Linked DNA regions of Gossypium hirsutum: region 2 is linked to region 1. Evidence: chromatin contacts called from public Hi-C data. All regions are on one chromosome and are shown on one strand. Each heading gives the region's core, a stretch centred on a gene start, on an enhancer-like site or on the middle of the called end of the contact. The rest is flanking DNA. Distances are from core to core; before and after follow the strand shown.

Evidence for each region. Hi-C and Micro-C count contacts between places; a contact is called where the count stands out from the background.
Region 2: a contact with region 1 is called in a Hi-C map of leaf, with 2.2 times the contacts expected there. The contact joins the promoter of LOC107888758 here to the promoter of LOC107888760 in region 1. A contact is called at or near these places in 6 of 34 Hi-C or Micro-C datasets (callus, hypocotyl and leaf).

Annotation. Positions count from the first base shown.
Region 1 is chrA09:39,174,419-39,182,043 of Gossypium_hirsutum_v2.1, reverse strand. LOC107888760 (protein PPLZ12) reads left to right here and starts at 3,974. Exons shown (of 5, transcript XM_016812957.2): 1 at 3,974-4,485; 2 at 4,689-4,809; 3 at 4,927-5,018; 4 at 5,982-6,078; 5 at 6,469-7,013. The coding sequence starts at 4,291. The coding sequence ends at 6,839. It overlaps LOC107888759 (LRR receptor kinase SERK2), which reads left to right and starts at 1,248. Exons shown (of 3, transcript XM_016812956.2): 1 at 1,248-1,824; 2 at 2,000-2,260; 3 at 2,365-3,961. The coding sequence starts at 1,401. The coding sequence ends at 3,689.
Region 2 is chrA09:39,449,726-39,457,350 of Gossypium_hirsutum_v2.1, reverse strand. It overlaps LOC107888758 (40S ribosomal protein S20-2), which reads left to right and starts at 3,526. Exons shown (of 4, transcript XM_016812953.2): 1 at 3,526-3,768; 2 at 4,682-4,808; 3 at 4,968-5,081; 4 at 5,698-6,034. The coding sequence starts at 4,697. The coding sequence ends at 5,840.

The DNA of each region.
Region 1 (7,625 bases), core at 2,725-5,224:
ACAGTAATAAAATAAAATAAAAGTAAAATTCATATAGAACTACACTTCTTTTATTTTATTTTAGAAAAAACCTTATTAAACTCCATCTATTTTATATGATTAGAATAATGTGTTGCAGTCTTACTAAAATATGGCTTTACAAGCTTATAAATAGACATAGTCTATTCCTCTTGTAATTATTCGAATTCGACATAGTGAATTTTCTTCTCCTTTGCTAGTGGTGTTTTTCTCGAAAAGGTTTCCACTTAGAATCTGTGTGTTCTTTATTTTATTTTATTTTATTTTTCACAAAAAAATTAACATGTGTTTACATAAAATTTATTAAAATAATAAATAATAAAAGAAAAGATAAAAAAATTATCGATAGTTTAAAAATAAACTTATAGATAATGAGGTGTTAGTTTATTGCAAGGTTAATACCATAGAAATTTTAATATCTTAAATTCAAATATCAATTTGTGCAACTATATAAGGGTTCTCGATCTAATATTTATTATAGGTTATGTTTCACCATTTGTGGATGTATAGATTTATTCCGGTACATGTTTAAACATATCTTGGCTATTAATTTGATCATGTTTTATAATTATTAATTTACAAAAACATTATGTTTAGCAGATCAATATATTATAATATAATACAATTTATAACTTAATTTTGTAATAATTAAAATATTTTTTATAACTAATTAGATCTTTATATTTTTAATTAAAATTTTTATATAAATATTTAAGATAAAAATAAATAGAATAATAATTAATTAATAAAAGATAAAGTTGATGTTTTTTTTTTAAAAATCGTTTAATAAATAAGTCGGTGGGTAGATTCGGATTCTTTTATCAAAATAGTAAGCTTGAATAATTTTTTGTAAATTCAAATTTTTACTTATATCTTATAGATATTTATTTATTATAATTTTCTAATAATTATTTAGTAAAATTGACCCGAACAATTGAACTGAAAATTAATAGTTTTAGTGGTACCTGGTTATGAAAATGTTATGGATAAAGATACAATATTATTAGCGTTGTTATAGAGCAAAAGATTGGTGCTACCCCTTTTGGGAAAATATCTTTACTAGGAGAATGTCTGAGGATCAACCAAAGTCTCTTCCTCCTCTTCATTAAATCCAACGGCTCACATTCTTTTTAATTCATATTAAAGTTTCTGTATTTATATTATTATTTAATATTTAAAACCATGTTACTTTTATTTATTATTTTAATTATTTTGAGATCGTACAAAGCGTTTTTAAATTGTCAAATATTTAGAAAAGCAATCAAAGCATATATGGACACATCTCTACATCTTTGTCTCTTCTTCACTTGAGAACTGAGGGAAAAAAAAAGGGAAAAGAAGATTCAGAAGCATTCTTCTGTTTTTTTTTTAGACCAAAAGCAATGGATTTCAGACCACCTCTCAGCTTTTTCCTCATTCTCTTCACAACCCAGTGTTGTTTCAGTGCAAATACTGAACTCAAAGCACTTATGGAAATCAAAGCTGGTTTAGACCCAGAGAACAAGTATCTCTCTTCATGGACCTTTAATGGTGACCCTTGTGATGGTTCATTTGAAGGCTTATGCTGTAACGAGAAAGGCCAAATAGCCAACATTTCTTTGCAAGGGAAAGGATTGTCTGGCAAACTCTCACGGGCTATTGCTGAGCTTAAACACTTGACAGGGCTTTACTTGCATTACAACTCTTTGTATGGGGTGATACCTAAAGAAATAGCAAACTTGACTCTACTCACTGATTTATATCTCAACATGAATAATCTCTCTGGTCAGATTCCTCCTCAGATTGGTGAACTGGGTAGCTTGAAGGGTTAGTGGTCTTGTATTTGAATTTTCTCTTCTATTTACCATTGGTTTTTTTCAAAATCTTGCTGTGTTTGGATTATGAGAAAATTTTCCATTTTGGGTCTTTATGTTTTAAAGCAAAAATCACTTAACTGGGTTTTTTTTTTCCCTTTTCCTTCTTTTGCAAATATACTGTGTAGTGTTGCAGCTCTGTTATAACCAACTCACAGGAAGCATACCAACACAAGTGGGATCTTTAAAGAAGCTTAATGTACTTGCCTTGCAGTCCAATCAACTTACTGGTGCAATCCCTGCAAGTTTAGGGGATTTGGGTACATTAATAAGGCTTGATTTGAGTTTCAATAGTTTCTTTGGTTCTATCCCTACGAAACTAGCTGATGCACCTTTGCTTCAAGTTCTAGACATTCGGAACAATTCACTTTCTGGCAATGTCCCTCTTGGTACATCTTTTATGTATATATATATATAACTATATTCTGCTTGGCTTTATGGAAAAATAATAATGAACTTCATTTGATTTTTTTCCCTTCTTGGTTTGATGTAGCTCTTAAGAGGCTGAATGATGGATTCTTGTTTCAAAATAATCCGGGTCTATGTGGGTCTGGTTTTGCATCATTGAAAGTTTGTAATGATTCTGATCATATTAATCCAAGCAAACCTGAGGTGTATGGTTCAGAGGCAGCTGGTGTTACTAGAGAAATACCGGAGACGGCAAATCTTCAGTTACCTTGTGAGCAAAAACCCTGCTCGAAGCCATCAAAGTCTCAAAGGGGTCCTATTCTTGTTGCCCTGATTGTTGTCATAGTTGCATTATCAGTTATAGGACTCGTCACATTCATGCAATATCATCGCCAGCAACAGAAGCTTAGTAGCTTATCTGAAGTTCCTGAAAACCGCCTTAGCACCGATCAAACCAAGGAGTTTAGTAGGAAGAACGGATCTCCACTCATTAGCCTTGAGTATGCTAATGGTTGGGATCCTTTGGCTGATGGCAGGAACTACAATGGCTTTGCTGAGAGCTTTAGGTTCAACTTAGAAGAGGTGGAGACAGCTACTCAGTACTTTTCGGAGTTAAATTTATTGGGGAAGAGTAACTTTTCCGCAACTTATAGAGGGTTTCTAAGGGATGGATCAGCTATTGCGATTAAAAGCATCGGCAAAACTAGTTGCAAATCAGATGACGCTGAGTTCTTGAAGGGACTGAATGTTTTGGCTTCATTGAAGCATGAAAATTTAGTGGGATTGAGAGGGTTCTGTTGTTCAAAGGCCCGGGGAGAGTGCTTTCTCATATATGATTTTGTCCCTAATGGGAATTTACTAAGCTGTCTTGATGTCAAGGATGGTAATGGACAGGTCTTGGAATGGTCCACAAGAGTTTCCATTGTTAAAGGCATAGCCAAAGGTATAGCATATTTGCATCGTAACGAAGTAAACAAACCTGCCCTCGTTCACCAAAACATTTCAGCTCAAAAAGTGCTCATCGATGATCAGTTCAATCCTTTGCTCTCGGATTCGGGCTTGCACAACCTCCTTACCAATGATATCGTGTTTGCAGCACTCAAGGGCAGTGCTGCTATGGGTTACTTAGCTCCTGAATACACTAGTACAGGCTGGTTTACCGAGAAGAGTGATGTTTATGCATTTGGGGTCGTGGTTTTTCAAGTCCTTTGTGGGAAACGAAATGTGACTAGCTTGGTACGAGTTGGAGGTGAATGTTGTAGAATCCAAGATTTTATAGACCCAAACCTACATGGTAGGTACTTGGAATGTGAAGCAGCTAAACTTGCAAGAATTGCTTGGCATTGCACTCACGAGTGTCCTGTAGAAAGACCATCCATGGAAGCAGTGGTTCAAGATCTGGGCGTGTAGACTCGGTTTCAACTGGATTTTCATGTCAAGCTTTTTAAGTTTTGGATTTTTGTGCTTTCATTGGCACAAGTGATGTAACTTTGTAAACCCTTAATTTTATTTTCATCTCCCTAGCTTTATGATGGCTCTTTGTGTTTGCTGGGATACTTTGGGTAAAGTCATGTGAAATTTACTTGTTTGATCAGAGTCTGGTGAGATATTCTGGTATGATATCTTCAGAGTACGAAAACAGAAGATAATAACCATTCCATATTATGGAGCGTTTTAGTAAATATACTTGATTTTTATTTGTTTTTTCTGCACTTCAAAATGCAATGGGTCAAGCAAAGGTAATAATCCCCTACGTCAAGAAGCAACCCTGGATGCTATCCAAATCCAATTAAAACCAACTTTTTTCTCAAAATAAAAAAATCACCACGAAGGAGGCGACGCGAGAAGTCGAGAGTCCAAATCCTTATCGTAGTCCGTCCACACCGAATCTCCTACTTATCACCGTATTAACTCGTAATCAAGAACCAAAGAGTTCCACCTCCTTTCATTTGATTTTAGTTCTTTCTTTTTTGTTTCATCCGTTTTGTTTATTATCGATTGAGAAAAAAAAATGGGGAATACGTCTTGCATATTCTTTGCGTGCGTCGATCAGGCCAGTATAGGCGTGGTGGAGAGGTGGGGTCGTTTCGAGAAGTTAGCGGAGCCTGGCCTTCACTTATTTAACCCCTGCGCTGGTCAATGGCTCGCCGGCGTCCTTTCTACCCGAATCTCTTCTCTCGATGTTCGCATCGAGACCAAAACCAAGGTCAAGTCCCGTTTTAACCCCTTCCATCAATATGCCTAGCTTCTCTATTTCTAATCAATTCATCATATGAATTTTATCATTTTTTTTTGTGTGTGCTTGTTTTGCTGGGAAATCGCCCAATATTGAACAAGATTTACATTGATATTGTTGCTTTACTAGCTGAAGATCAATGAGTATGAATACGAGAATGTTACATTTTGTAGGACAATGTTTTTGTTCAATTGGTTTGCTCCATTCAATACCGAGTGATGAAACGACATGCTGATGATGCATTCTATGAGCTGCAAAATCCCAAAGAACAGATCCAGGCTTTTGTGTTTGATGGTCATTTTCTTTGGCTTTCTTTATGCGTATCAGCCATAATATTATGCTCCTTTTTTGGTAAACTAAAACCATTTATGCATCGCATTTCGTCTCATTCTTTTCCCTTGTTGGTGGTAGTGGTTCGAGCTATAGTTCCAAGGATGGATTTGGATGAACTCTTTGAACAAAAGGGTGAGGTTGCTAAAGCAGTGCTTGAGGAAATTGAGAAGGTAGTATAGTTCATTCATTTGCTATACCAGTTATCCTTATGCACCAAACTACTCAAGAGTGCTTAAATTAAGCGCATAAGGCTTACATGTATATATACACTCACATACATATATAGTTGGTTGTAAAAACTGTTTAACGGGTGGACCGAAGAAGACCAATGATTATATAGGCATGTATATGTATAGATAAATTTTGGTTGTAGAAACTGATGAGCTGGTAAACCTAAGTAGACTTTGATATGTCACTCTCGAAAAAAGTACGATAGATGTCCTTGTACTAAGAGTCATGCATTTTGAGCAAATTAGTCCACATATATTAGATAAAAAAGCAAACTGATCTTTCTGTAAAAAATTTCATCCAGTTCTACGGTTCAAAAATGGTCCTACACATGGCACATCATGTGTCACTTTTTGGTTATTCCATCAGTTATGCTAATTTTTACCAGTATAAATGAATGAAATTTTCATAAAAAAGGATCAATTTGCCTCTTTGATTTAACGTATAGAGACTAATTTGCCCATTACTAATTTGCCCATTTTTTAGTAGAGGAGGCAAAATGCAATCTAGCCCCTAGTATAGGGGCCTCCATGTTACTTTTACTGTCAGTCTTGTACTTGTTGCTTTCAGTTTGATGTGCCCAATAGTAGATGGTAAGTGAAGCAATGGACTAGCTCTCCTTTGCAATAAAGGAGAGATTAGGACTATTTTGTGGTCTTCTTGTTTGGCCTGCATTTTACCAGAATATGAATGCATGAGGAACAGCCATTTTCATTTTCTTGTAATGTAGCAATTCTTTTTTAATGATACATGATAAATTATGACCATTTTCTATCTAATTGCGCTAGAGTGGTTATGCATGCATCTAAATTTGGGTTTCCTTTTCTCAATCTATGTGCTTCTTCTCTACCTTTTATGAGGCTATTCATATCATATATTATATTGAATCTGAAATTATGTATCAGGTTATGGGAGAATATGGATATAGCATTGAGCATATTCTGATGGTTGACATCATTCCTGATTCTTCTGTACGCAAAGCAATGAATGAGATAAATGCAGGTAATGACATGTACCAATTAAAGATGTTCCCACTTTTATTGAGCTATCTGTTTTAGTTCTCTCTTTCTGATACAAGCATATAAAATTTTGTTAAAGTTGTGAAAGTACTACCTAAACTCCAGCTTCTGTAAGAATCACGTCTGTCTTCTTGGCACTAATTAAGCTATTAAACGATGCAATGAAATTCAGTGACCATTCAATCTCGAGTCTAATACTCTTGGACTCTTTAGATCCATTTATCTGAAATTTGAAGAAACGCATAACTTGGCTATGATTTTGTTTTACAGCTCAAAGACCATGCAAACTCGAGTCTAATACTCTTGGACTCCTGAGATCCATTTGTCTGAAATTTGAAGAAATGCATAACTTGGCTATGATTTTATTTTACAGCTCAAAGACTTCAGCTTGCCAGTGTGTACAAAGGGGAAGCTGAGAAGATTCTCCAAGTTAAAAGAGCAGAAGCAGAAGCCGAAGCCAAGTACTTGGGTGGGGTGGGTGTGGCCAGGCAGCGGCAGGCAATCACGGATGGGTTGAGGGAGAACATTTTGAATTTCTCTCACAAGGTGGAAGGCACCTCAGCCAAGGAAGTGATGGATCTTATAATGATCACACAGTACTTTGATACAATCAAAGACCTCGGAAACTCCTCCAAGAACACTACTGTTTTTATACCCCATGGACCTGGTCATGTTAGGGATATCGGTGAGCAGATACGGAATGGGCTGATGGAGGCAGCTAGTGCTAAAGTAAATGTTGAATAAGCAAGAGTTGTTTTTAATTGAAAGAGAGAAGACAATCAAATAGGTAGGTCTTTGAGTAGTAAATACTGTTGTGATACTTGTGAGTGGTGAGACTGTAAGATTGGTTGATATATAGGGCTGTGTAAAACAGATTTAACAATTTGAGGAGATGAGATTGCTCTATTTTTACATTTACCTTTATTTGTTTTTACCTCTCTCTCTCTCTCTCTTTCTCTCTCTCTCTCTCTCTATGTATATATATTATAAAACCAAAAGCACCTACATCCTTGAGAATGGCATATCTTTTGAATGGCTGATGACTGACTCACTGATATTTAGTAGACAGGCCAGGAAATACCAAAGGGAAACCTTTAAAATGCTCAAATTATAAACATGTCAATATTTTGAAGGTAATCAGAAGTTATTTCTCGTAGTTGTCATTTACATTGCACTATTCTTTAGATGGGTGTGTAGGGTCAAGCAAGTAAAGCTCGATGGAGGTAATAAAGAGCTTAATAAAGAGCTCGATAAAGAGTGTATGATAAAATTAAAATGGATAAAAAAAATTAAAATAGAGTTTTGATTGGGTGATAAATTAAAGGTTTTAATTATGTAATTGGTCTAGGTTTAAATCCTAAAATATGTATATTTTTATTTTTATTTTCAAGTAAAAGACTAAAGTACTCATATAAATTATTTTAAATACGAAAAGATATTTTTTTCATTTTCCTAACCAAGTTGGGGGCCGATTAACTCGTGATACCAACTCAATCACAGGCTTAACCAATAATATAAATGCTTTTAAAA
Region 2 (7,625 bases), core at 2,277-4,776, 280 kb before region 1:
CACGTGTCCCGCCTCCATCTAGTTAACTTGTTGCTTACCCATTCTTAGCATCAAGGTAGCTAACCTGTAGAATGTAGCCGAGAAAACAGATGAAATTAGAAGATGTCATGTTTTCAACAACATAACGTTGATCCCCTCCACCAAGTTTGTGGCCATTTGACCATAATGAAAGCCCTCGTCAAAATTTTGAGCCCATTGTCACGGCTCCATGGTACCTAACCACTGTCAGAAAGATGTGTTCGTTTGACCCTCCATGTCACTCTCAAGTCGAGTCATTCTTTGGCGAAAAATATCTGGCTCTAGCTCGTGCACATCGAAAAGCCTAATGGCGATAATTAATCATTTCCCTTTATCGGAGATGATGCAAATATTATCGTTGCTAATAACATACCTTCGCAGGTTGATAAAGAAGAATTATCATGATTCCATGTTCTCCTTATCTACGATGGCAAATGCTATCGGGAGCACATTCTTGTTGATGTCTTGAGCAACAGCAAGAAGTAGGATCTGTATATATTTTTCATATAGCCAGGTCTCATCCACTTGCACAAATGGCTTGCAGTAGGGAAATGTGTGCACACATGGATCAAACGTTCAGAACATCTGATGGAAATTCTTTTTCCCAGTTGTAGATGGTCATCTGGGCCATAATAAGGTCGTGTCTGTAACTCAATAACAGTCCCTGATATGTACTCCCCTATAGCGATTATCCATCCCTATGCTCATTATACGATACATTGACATTCTCGTACAATTGCTCCATTGCCATCTGTTTAGCTATCAACACCTTTCGATATGATACTCGATACTGGAATCGTACTTGCATTTTGGCAATCAGTACCGAAACTTTAATGGTCGATATGTCCTTTACCATTGGCATGATACACGTACAGATAGTTTTGAAATCAAGTTTTCGATGATCTTCTATCATACGTGTTGATATGCATGTGTGAGGCCCAACAAATTTTTGTATCTCTCACATCTGCGAATTTTGAATAAATGCAGCTCATACCCGCCAATTGCAGTCTTCCGCCGACTTCCAACACTCCCCAATATATAATGTCGGTTTAGACACTGTGAATTTGTAGTCCATTGATATTTTTATGCTATACCGCTTAATAGCAAATATGCACTCTTCCTTACTTTCGAATATATGGCCTACAAACAACTCCTCAGGACTAGAATTTACGGTCAGCCAGTGAGCAGAAAGTATTTCAAGGTACTCCAGGAATTCAGCTACGTGCACTGCGTCGGGATCTATGAGCGACATGTGTGGCACAGGATTATTATGTATCACAATACGTCGAATCTGGCTCCTGACTGAAGGCGTGCTAATGTTTCCATCATCATTCACGTCTTCATCGTCAATATCATCGGGGACCTCGTCTACATTGGGATAACCATCGCTATCGACCTCTTGATCACAAGGATCACTACTATCATATCCATCATCACCAACCACATAAATATCGGATGTAACATTAAGATTGATATCAATCCCGCGTATAGTCGATTCACTACCAACGTGCGATATTGGAGCCACCATGCATGGTTCTTTAGCTCCATGTTCTTCACCATAGGCAGTGAAATTTTCATTTTGCTCCAAACTGGCTAACTCAGCAAATAAGTGAATCGGTGCATTTTTGTCACTCTGATTCCTACAGTAAAGAGCGATCATTGTCTCTACATCTTCGTCGTCTGCAAGTTCCATTTTAGTGAATTTGATAGGGTTTGTCCAAACTGGAAACTTGTAAAAAAGTTTCGAGATCCTTCTCCCACAACGTCTAACAATTTTTGTGTTAATCCTTCCCTTCATATCATCTAATGAGACATTTCTATTAAATCTCATTGCTATTTGTTGCCAACATTCAAATATACATCCAACGGTTGTTATCAAAATGACTCCATCGAAATAAACGCATACAAAAAACTGATTATCCATCTTCATTACTCAATCTGTTAAAAAATTAATAAAAAAATCTCAAAACAATTTCGAACAACATAAAAATACTTACATAAAAAATTTAATGAATGATAATAGTCAATTTCTAACAATATCAAATTTATTGCCATTTCTAACAATATCAAATATATTAAAAAATTTTACAAGATAACATTCTCAATAATCTAAACACAAAACTTAGTAACAAATCACAATAAACAAAAAAACTTTAAAACAAAACATAAAAATAACACTAAACAAACTATATAATACTAACAATTTTTTTTCTTATCATAATCTATTATATTTGAAAATAACAATAAAAAAAATTACATTTCTTTTCTTTCTTCTCTTTTCTTTCTTTCTTCTCTTCTCCCTCTCTTGTTCTGCTAAATTTTTTTTCCAAACTGATACGAGCCGGATAGGGGAGTGGGGGAATATACTGGGTGTGCCGCCTATCAGATAGGCACAACTAGTGCTGCCTATCTGATAGGCACAACTGGTGCTGCCTATCTGATAGGCACAACTGGTGCCGCCTATCTGACACTCTCCACTACTAAAATATATTTTTTTTACTGTAAAGTGTCAGAAAATGAGGGTCGTGCCGCGTATGCACCGTCCTCCACCCATTCAAATATACCTTTTCAGTACTTAATTTTAGCATCAACCCATTTTCATATTTTTTTATATTATTCCAGTAAAAAACCATTAATTTTTTTTAAGATTTCGAGATGAAAGGATGAATTTATTTATTTTACATGTTTAATACTCATTTTTTATAGTTTTCTTATTAGTGATCCATTTATCATTGTTTTCTCTATTTATTTATTAGAATATTAAATCATATTATTTCTTTTTCTTTAATTCTATTTATGTTCATATTGGTGAAATTTGCTTTAATATGATTTTTAATATATTATTTTGTTTATCACATTTTAATTACCTATATAAATTATATATTTTCAACTCCTATATAGAATAAGGGTAGATTGGACATTTTATTTAGAAATTGTTTTTACAATATTCCTAAAATTCTAAGTTTACTTTTCAAATTTTTCGGTAAAATTTTACTTTTTATTTAAAATTTAAAATTTATTTCGTGTTTTCAAATTAAACTCAAATAATTCATGTTAAGCTAAAAGTAAAGAAAAATCTTTTAAATTAATTAATTTTATATTTTATACTAAATAAAACTCATAATTTTTGTCATCACTTCTTTACCCAAATGAAGAACAAACAATTAATTTAATTAATTACAAGTATTTTTGCTTTGGTTTTAGTTTAGGAATATTCAAGATTATATAACCAAAAGAACTTTTAATTTCGTAAACAATTATTAAAATTAGTTATTTAAGTTATTTTCGTTAAGGATAATATGGAAATATAAAATAAAATTTTAAATTTTAAAAGAGATTAAATTAATTAATTTCAATATTATAGTAATAAATTAATTGGCATTATCAATAAATAAATAAGTATAATTTAATAATTTTGTGTATCATTTTAGCATCTACCACCTTTTTACTTTAATTCTTAATTTTTTTTAATGCTTAAAACGTCCTAGGTGACAAAATTACAAGGAAGACCCTAAAAGTTGGGTTACCAACAAAGAATTTACCCACTAAATATTGCAGCCCGACCCCGTAAATCTATTTGGTCGAGCCTTCTTTCTAAAAACCCTAACCCTAATAATAAAAGCCTCTGCCCCTACCGATCCCCTTGCATATCTTCTAAAAATACATTTACTCCGTTGGCTTTTGAGGAAAGAGGCAACCAAAGGCTGTTGCTTAACACTTAACTTCTTTCACTTCATCCACTTCTTCCAGGTTTCCTTTTCTCTTTCCCTTTTATTTTCCTTGGTATTTTTATTTGATGTGTAAAATAGCTTGCTTTGGAATTGGGGTCAGATTAATGAGCAAAATAAGAAAGAACAGTGCTTTAGGTTTTCTGTATTCTGGGTTTTATAGCTCTAGTTCACCGGAATGATCTTCAATCAAACAAGTAAAAACCCACAATTTTTGGGTTATAACCTTTTCCAGTTTTCGCAACATTTCCGTTACTGTTTTAAAATGGAAATCATTGGATTGATCATCTTCAAAGAACCATTTTAGGCAACCATCCTTGACAATCCCCACCATCGAATTTGTGACACTGGGCCTTGGAGTATTTAGTCTGAATCCTAGAACCTACCAACATTTCTGGTAGCAACCGCAGTCCTGGATTTATAACTTTATTGTTGTGGCAACTCACAATACAATTTTCAGCTTTGACTCAAATTCTGCCATTCCTCTGATTGAGCCTTTCATCATCTGCATCTTTTAAACATATTTCTCATTTCAACCTCTGAACTTTTCTCCCATTTGCATTTCAGATTGCAGCTCCATTTTCAACTGCTCCTAGTTTTTCCAACCTTGGTGACAATCCTATCAGCATCCTTTTTTCAATTAACCCATTTCCTTTTGAGTTCTAGTCAGACTGTTATCTCTTATGACATGTTTCAACTCAGAAATCGGTAAAGAAGAATGAGGACAAAGCAGAAAGAAAATAAGGGAGAACTGAAACTGAAAATAGAATTTTGTGAGAAAATTGATGTGCATTTAATTGCCATCACCCCTTGCGATATCATTTATATATTGATATTTCTAGCTAAAAGCTGACTGAGTCTTAAGATTTTTAATTTTGTGAATTGCTTTTGGATGATAACTTTTTTATTTATTAGAAATTGATTGTACTGAACAGAACACAAAAGCAACTATGGCCTACGCTGCAATGAAGCCGACCAAGCCTGGTTTGGAGGAGCCCCAAGAACAGATACACAAGATCAGAATCACTCTCTCCTCCAAGAATGTGAAAAACCTTGAGAAAGGTACCGATTTATCTTATACCTCTATAATCTTGTTACTATCAAATTTTCCTCTTCTTAGCTAAATTTCATATAGTGATGAGTACTTTCTGGGGGTCTGATATGGATTAAATGGATAGACTAAGCATTGGTTAGTCTAATGTCTATATGTCTAATTGATAGTTTGTGCTGATCTGGTTCGTGGTGCCAAGGATAAGAGACTGAGAGTTAAGGGACCTGTGAGGATGCCTACCAAGGTTCTTCACATTACAACAAGGAAGTCTCCATGTGGTGAAGGTATTTACTCCCCTTGAGTCCAACGGACTCTTATTGTATTGTGTAGCTTACATTATTACCCAATTATTTATGTTTGAAACTATTTTGACTCTACCTCGAAAGCATGTTTCAGAAACCTATTGTATGGAGAATACTCTAGTTCCCTGTTCGTCAGAAATGATTTTAGAAATGGTATCTTGTTGTGATGGAGCATATAATACTGCTGAATTTCTGTTTTTCTCTGTAATCATAACACCCACAAGAAATAGGTGTGTCTATGCATTCTTGCCTTGTCCTCTGCATTTTATACAACTTTTTTGTAATTGCATGCTGTTTTTCTCTGTAATCATAACACCCACAAGAAACAGGAGTGTCTATGCATTCTTGCCTTGTCCTCTGCATTTTATACTACTTTATTGTAATTGCATGCTGGTTAATAATTTTGAATTCCACATCCATCTTTTTCTTGAAGGAACTAACTGCTAACTTTTTGCTTGTTCTGATATGTTGAACTTGACTTTGCTAATGTTAGATGCTTGAGCTACATGGTGCACATGTGATTTGTTTGTGTTAAAATAACAATCTAGTATGCTAAGGGTCATGATGCATCAAGACTAATCATTTGGGTGGTGTGTAGGAACAAACACATGGGATCGGTTTGAGCTTCGTGTTCATAAGCGAGTTATTGACCTCTTCAGTTCTCCTGATGTGGTGAAGCAGATAACATCTATTACCATTGAACCTGGTGTGGAGGTGGAGGTCACCATTGCAGATTCTTAAATATGGAGTCACTTCTGCTCTGCTTAGAATGATTTGTAGGGTTCCTTAGCTTGTATTTTTCCCATACTAGTGTTGAAGTGAGTCTTCATCTGTTTTATGGCTCCAGGTTTTGTTTCCTTTTTGTTATCCGAAGATTATGTTTGGATTTTTTAAATTTATTTGAAATCAAAAGTCAAGAAACGAGTTGTGTAGTATTTAAAGACATGAAAGAGACTAATATAATTTTTGTTGCATTTTTCTTTAATACTTTTTCTCATTAAAATTTTTTATGGTTGCTCTATCTCTCATCAGTTCATTCATCACAGTTTTTAACCAAAGTAAAAAAAGTATTCTTGAAAATCTTTAAATTCAATTAAAAGTAAAGATACTTATGAAAAAAACCCAAATAACAAAGTTGCAACCATTTCTTTAGATGTCAAAACTATCAAATATTAAATTTCACTACCTTTAAAAAAAATTATAGGTCAAAATAATGTTAATCATATAATTTAGATTGTTTTTTTAACCAATAAAATGGTGACGTACGTTCAGAATAAAAAAGAATAAAAAAAAAACACTTTCCAAATATTCAAGTTGAGACGTTAATTTGTGGATATTTTATATCAGTATTTGTTTAAGAAAACATTAATAGTTTACAAATTAACTTGTATAGAGAGGAGCTTATAGGACTTTTAGAGACCAATTTAATACGGATTTAAATTTTGTTACCTTATCTTTACGTCTAATATTGTATAAAAGAATAATTTTAATCACAATTATAAATTCAAATTAAATCTTTTACGGAAAATATTATATTTGACACATGTACGTTATAATTAAAAATATCTAATGTGGTACTGAAACTATCAATATGTGTAATATTTGGAACATGTATTTTCATAAAATGTCGAATGTGGTATATGTACTTTGAAAATATCTAAAGTGGTACCTAAACTATTAATTTGTGTATTATTTGGTACCTGTATTTCCATAAAATGTCCAATGTGGTATTTTATACTTTGAAATTTCCAATGTAGTACATGAACTATCAATTTGTGTATTACTATGGTATTTGGAGTTAACATCCTTAGTGAATCCTAAACCAACCAATTAAAATTTAGTACGTGGAATTTTTTTTTTTCAAATCATCAATTTACAAGAAAAAATGGAGCTTCTCGTAGATCCGATCGACACATTCTGCAAGTTAACAATCTGCAAAGGAAAAGGAAGACAACGGGGGTAAGCATAATGAATGCTTAGTAACCCATATGAATATTTACTTAACTTACCTTGATAATTCAACAATTAAACAATTAAAACATATTGGAATAAAGCATGTCAATCATTGGCATCCTTATTCTTTCATATGCATATCAACAAACACATTCAAAGGTTAGATCATTTACATGACATGAACTTATAACATAATCATATACATATGTAACGATTTATTTTAAACATGTACTAACAAAATCATAACCAATATGGAAGAAAATATATTTCCATTCATGTACAATCATTTCAACCATTTCATTTTTCCGTTAAATTACCATTTTCTCACTTCAAAGAATTTTACTAAATTGAACTTGAATACTTGGGACTATTTTTCTCACACAAGTTTTTGTTTATGAAATGGTTCACACAAGTTCCAGATCAAGGTTGCTCACACAAGCTTAGTTCGATGATTGCTCTCATAAGCTTTAGAGAACCCGCAACACATGCTGGATCTCAAACTATCATAAAAATCCCTAATCAAACCCGTTCTTTTTTTGGGACCTAATGGCATGTCATTCATCTCCTAACCAT